Linked DNA regions of Columba livia: region 1 is linked to region 2. The links are chromatin contacts, called in public Hi-C maps. All regions are on one chromosome and are shown on one strand. The core of a region is the stretch at or near the end of the contact, and the rest is flanking DNA. Distances in the headings are between cores, read along the strand shown.

Evidence for each region. A called contact is a pair of places that touch in the nucleus more often than the background predicts.
Region 1: a Hi-C map of liver shows a contact between it and region 2, with 2.5 times the contacts expected there. The contact joins two enhancer-like sites. A contact is called at or near these places in 2 of 2 Hi-C or Micro-C datasets (crop and liver).

The regions. Positions count from the first base shown.
Region 1 is chr6:3,369,625-3,372,474 of bColLiv1.pat.W.v2, forward strand. All of the region lies in intron 3 of ADAM12 (ADAM metallopeptidase domain 12), which reads left to right. Among named protein-coding and RNA genes, the nearest start is that of ADAM12, 64 kb to the left of the region's middle. Within about 2 kb of position 1,542, at least 1 of the 3 cell types and tissues checked has an H3K27ac peak away from gene starts, as active enhancers do.
Region 2 is chr6:3,269,650-3,272,495 of bColLiv1.pat.W.v2, forward strand. The region is part of intron 3 of C6H10orf90 (chromosome 6 C10orf90 homolog); the gene reads left to right. Among named protein-coding and RNA genes, the nearest start is that of ADAM12, 36 kb to the right of the region's middle. Within about 2 kb of position 1,307, at least 1 of the 3 cell types and tissues checked has an H3K27ac peak away from gene starts, as active enhancers do.

The sequences.
Region 1 (2,850 bases), core at 292-2,791, 100 kb after region 2:
CTCGTTAAATGAGGCTTGTTGCATTTTTTGTTGAACATTTTCAGTGAGGCGAAGTAGAGAAACAACAGGGTGGAGTAAGGACAGGAGAGTCGGAGGGGGAACTGGGTATGGACAGAAAGCAACATTGATATAGGCGAGTCTTTTGTGGAAGAAGGAGTAGGAGTTTTACTGTCATTGATGATTTAAGGGAGAAGGGGAGAGATGGAGACGCCTTCGCTTCTAAAGGTTTGGCACTGAATGTAAAGAGGTCAGCAGGAATAAAAAAAAGTTGGTACTCTTGACATGATAAAAGAGAAAAAAAAACGTAGGTGAAAGAGAGCTGAAGGTAGTGGATAAATTGTGATTAATAGTCTGGAAGATCTATCAGAGGCAGTGCTGATATTATGATAAATCTGGTGTACGTAGCGTATATGCTGTATAGTAATCTGTCCTCTTCAGCTGCTCACAGGAGGCCAAGGAACACTGGGGAGGCAGGTGGGTGCTTTGTGGAGGTGATGGTGGAGAAAAGAGGCTCAGGTGAGATCTGTGCGTAGGAATCTCCAAGGGAGAACCTTTCTTGTCCAGTTAAGGTTACACAGGGTTTGCTGTCAATGAAACTGGAGGAAAGGAAAAATTAACATAGTACCTCAGCCCAAGGAAACTAAGAATGTCGAGTATGTGATTAACAGTGAAACTACTGATAGGACTAAAATATGCAAATAGCTTTAACCCTGGCAGTTGCACACCAAATACAAGGTAGAGTGTCCAGCTGGTGTTGGAAGAGGATGCTGGCAAACCGTCTTTCCCCTTAGGAAATTATGTCAGGGATGGAGTATAAGGAAACCAACACAACATAATTCCTGACTAAAAATTGTACAGGAAGCATAGGTTACATAAAGGGGACACATGACTAATTTAAGGTCATCTTAATTTGTAAAGCTGTTACAGTGTAAACCATGAGCAGTTCCTCTGTGATCTTCATATTGTTATTTTCAGTTGCCTAAATAGAAAGATAGTTTCAAAGGGAAGTGGGAGAGAGGAAGACAGCAGACAGCAATGGGAACGAACAGACTCGTCACAGGATAGATTCTTTGCTTTACAAAATTTATGTTGAGACTACTGGAAAATATGCCATAGCAGAGAAGTAATAAGAAACCTAATAACTTAAGAGACTTGAAAATACGCTGATATTAATAATAATGTCTAATTTTTAATTTTCTTTGGGATCTTGAAGAAGCAATTTTATTGATAGCAGAGTTGGCTGACTGACTGTGTTTGTTGAAGCTTATATAGAAGAGGAAGCAACTGTGTTTTCTGTAAGAAACCAGAAAACCTTCTATTCGCGAGGGATGGAAACATAGAATTCAGAAGCAGAGGATTTTCTCAAAGGGAACACAGACAGAAGTCTTAGAAGTCTTTGCATCCTCTAGTAAATGAACAAGGACTTGGCAATGGTGTTGAGTTGAGGTCCAGTCCAGGAAAAATTAGGAGCCTTCAGGCTTATAAAGAGGTTTAGGATGTGACTGAAGTTTGAGTACTGAAATAGCCCAACTTGGAGCTATCTGTGCTTTATACAAGCTGTTTGCATTTAGTTTGCAGGAGAATGGGAACTCCTCTCGGACATGCCTAGAGAAGAGCTAATGTACTATTCAGATATTCTAGCGAAAGTCAATTCTAATTTATTTCTCGGTATTACTAATGTCATTGCATGAATCACTGGCAGAGATATGGAGATGAGAATAAAAAAAAGTTAAATTGGAAAGGCCTAGTGTTTTTCCTACCTTATCAGTTATGACATTTAATCTGAATTGTGTCTGAATTTGACTGATTTTTCCAATTGCCTGAGTTTAGCAAGAGTGATGTTGTTGCTAGGACGCAGCTACTTCATGTGATAAATCTGTCATCAACATATAAGAAAGATTTTAAACAGCAATTCTTTTATTTACACTCACAAGGATATTTGGAGCAGCAGTGCCCCAAATGCAGAAGGACGGAGCTCCCTTATTCTGAAATAAAGGCATTGAGTGGTGGTTAAGAAGTGTTTTGGTTTTTAATCTCTCCATGGATAAATAGGAAGGAGGACTGTGCTCCTCCCTTGTTCTTGTTTCCTGTGATTCCTTAGTCATGGGTTGTTTATCATTTTCATCTCCTCAGTCCTGAATTTGATTTGTTCTGTTTCCATTCTGTTGCATGTGAAAGTTATCTTAGTACCATTCATTTCTGCCACTGATTTGTTTCCTCCTTCTGAAAATTCATTATTCATCTTAAAGAACAGTTGCAGATACTCTGCTGGTTCCGCATTCCTTCACAAGGTGTATCTGAATTGCCTTTCTTTATTAATATCATGACATAGGGAAATTCACTGCATGTGTTTATATGGACCCTAAACCATACACGTGGTAATTCTGTTCTGTATTCAGGTGCTAATCATACAGTGGTGACTTCAAGGCAACTTTAACATTTTTGTGGAAGGATTCAAGACTCTGATTTTTTTGTGTACACCTGAATGAGCTGGATGCCTGTTATCAGCAACAGTGCCTTCAGTTCTGCCTCCCTTACCCCCAAAAAACCCCAGTAAAATTTCTATAATGATGTAGAATAAAACCTGTGAGGTTCTTGTCATGTTTGATTTGTGTCCCAGAAGCCCACAGAAGCTCTGCATGTGGCTTGGATATATACTGGTGGTTCCCAGTAACTGTAGTAAATGAACTTCTATACTGTTAATTGTGTGGGTTTTTGTTATTTGTACCTGTGACCCAGCTGTTGAAGTGTGTCATAATTCTGGATTCATTTCAAGAACCAATACCTTGCCCTTGGTGACCTGACAGGGTTTTGTGTTCTTTTTTAATTTTTTATTTTATTTTATTTTAT
Region 2 (2,846 bases), core at 57-2,556:
GTTAGAAGGGGGTGGTCAGTAGGTCAGAGAGGTTCTCCTGCCCCTCTGCTCTGCCCTGGTGAGACCACACCTGGAATATTGTGTCCAGTTGTGGCCCCTCAGTTCCAGCAGGACAGGGAACTGCTGGAGAGAGTCCAGCGCAGCCACCAAGATGCTGAAGGGAGTGGAGCATCTCCCGTGTGAGGAAAGGCTGAGGGAGCTGGGGCTCTGGAGCTGGACAAGAGGAGACTGAGGGGTGACTCATTCATGGGGATCAATATGGAAAGGGGGAGTGTCAGGAGGATGGAGCCAGGCTCTTCTCGGTGACAACCAGTGACAGGACAAGGGGCAATGGGTTCAAACTGGAACACAGGTGGTTCCACTTAAATATGAGAAGAAACTTGTTCCCGGTGAGGGTGGCAGAGCCTGGCCCAGGCTGCCCAGGGGGTTGTGGAGTCTCCTTCTGTGCAGACATTCCAACCCGCCTGGACACCTTCCTGTGTAACCTCATCTGGGTGTTCCTGCTCCATGGGGGGATTGCACTGGATGAGCTTTCCAGGTCCCTTCCAACCCCTGACATTCTGGGATTCTGTGATTACATTTTAATTAGGGAGCACGAGCAGAGCTACATTACTGTCAGGATTTTTTTGCAATTCGGATAGTATCTGTGGATGTTAATACCGAACAGCAGCTGACACTGCCTGTTGCAAACAAAACATTTGACAAACATGAAAAGGCAGTTAGGGACATGGGTCTCATCCTGGTCAGCCGAAATTTCAGTAAAAACATCAACATTTTGTAGCACTCCTTGCTGACTGCAGCTTGTTGACTGATTAGAAGTGATCCTTGGCAGCGATCTGAACAATAAATTATCCATCCTATCTCCCATCCCTTGACAAACACTGAAGTAACTAATAATATTGTCATTGCTCTCTGTGTTTCCCGTTCTCTGTGTTACCAGGCTATTGAGACGGTGCGGTCTGTTTACTTATATCCAAGATCGTGTGGCTTAGCAGTGGTAATACTTGATTCATGATAGGGGTTGGGTCATCAGTCTCTGAAATTGGCTGGAGTCTTGGTTTGGGTTATGTATTGTTGCCTGAGATGTGTGGGCTCTGTACAAGCTACACACACCTGGGTCTAAATCTTGAAGAAGGTTGAAGTTACTTATATTTAAGAAACATTAATTGCTGCTCCTCTCTGCTTGGGGTATTGGCAGCATCAGCTCCCATCGCGGAGGTCTGGGAGAGCTCGGCAGCCCAGGGCACGGAGCTTTTATTAAATTAAAAAAAATATCTATTTAAAAACAACAGCAGGTGGTCTGTAATGTAAAGCCTACCTACAGTGGCCGTGTCTGATCTCATTAACGACACATGGGGAATCAACGCTGTGTGTCTCCTTCCCCGGCCGCTTCTCGGTGGGCTGGCTTGGTGGTCGCGGAGGTTTTGTAGCGCCGCGTGTGTTAAAAGGAGCTTTGGGCAATTTCAAAGAAGCACTTTGTCATGAATTGTCAAAAATCCACATTGAAACGCTGGGAAGAGTGTTGTGTGAAAGTATGAAAAGCTGCATTATCCCTCTGTGAAGTGGAAAGCAGGGAAAAAAAAAAGGTCGTAACAATGGAAAAGGGTCTGTTGGACTGAATTGGCCGTGTTTCACGGAAAGGCGAGTTTAACCTGCTGTAATGCAGGGTCACTTCCCGTTAGCAAAACCCCCTGAAGGGACAGGGAGGAAAATGTAAAAAGATACTTTGCAGTAAAACAATACGCTCATTTTACTCAGAGATCAAGGATTCTTTTTTAAAAAAGGAGCTTTTGAAAACCTACCCCTGGTTTTACAGAATATGTTAAACTCCTCCAATATCATATGGTTTTCACTAAGTCATTATTTAAAGATCGAACTGCTGTCCTTTTCTTTTTTGCATTGGGCAAAAATGACCTTTTTGTGATGTAGTTATGATTTTGTTCCGTAACTTTCTCCTATAAGCAACTGAACTTTTACAACCAGGATCTGTATTTGCTGAATTTTATTAACGGAACCATTCTGCTTTCTGTTTCTTTGAGTTTTGTTCTCCTGTATCTCCCAAAGCATTACGCTTGCATGTCTTCATTCATTAGTTTTAAAGTCTTTCTTCAGCTGGGATAATAGAGAAAACATATATTGCTAGTCATCCAGTTGCAATTCTAGCTGTTCTCAGAGGGGCATATATATTTCAAGTTAGGTGCGTGGGGATTTAGATATACAATTCCAGATAGTCTTAATGAGAGTAACAGTCCTAATTCCCCACATCGTACATTAAAAACGCATCCAGAATGTACAGAGCGAAACTCTGTGATCTTACCTTTAAGTATTTCTTTTTTTTTTTCTAAATATCATTTGCATGTACATTCGTTAGTTAGTTGACAGCTGCTTTCAGGATGAGGGAATTGATCTTTGGAGCCCATGTGTGGTTTGCTTTGCCGTGTTTTCCTGGGGATTGGCTGTGCCTAGGTGTACCTTCCCAACTGGAAGGTTAATTCAACAAGGAGTTAGAAAGAAGGATTTACCAAATTGGCTCCGTTATTATTCCGATGGCCTTCGATGTTAGACAAGAACAAGGCGCACCTTTTCTTATTGCCTTAGTTAATGACAAAAAAAAAAATCCCCACCATACAGTGAATCTAATAAGGACTAAGATTTAGTTATAATATTAGTATGGGATCTAAGGAAGACACTTTTCATGCAGAAAGGATGTTTTACACCTGAATTTCATAGGAATCTTTGTTTTTAAAATCCTTTCTTAGGCATCCTTCTGTTTTTATAAAAGCTAAGAAGCAGCCATCACCTTTTTCTAATTTTAGACCCTGTTTCTAGTTTATTTTCATGCCTTT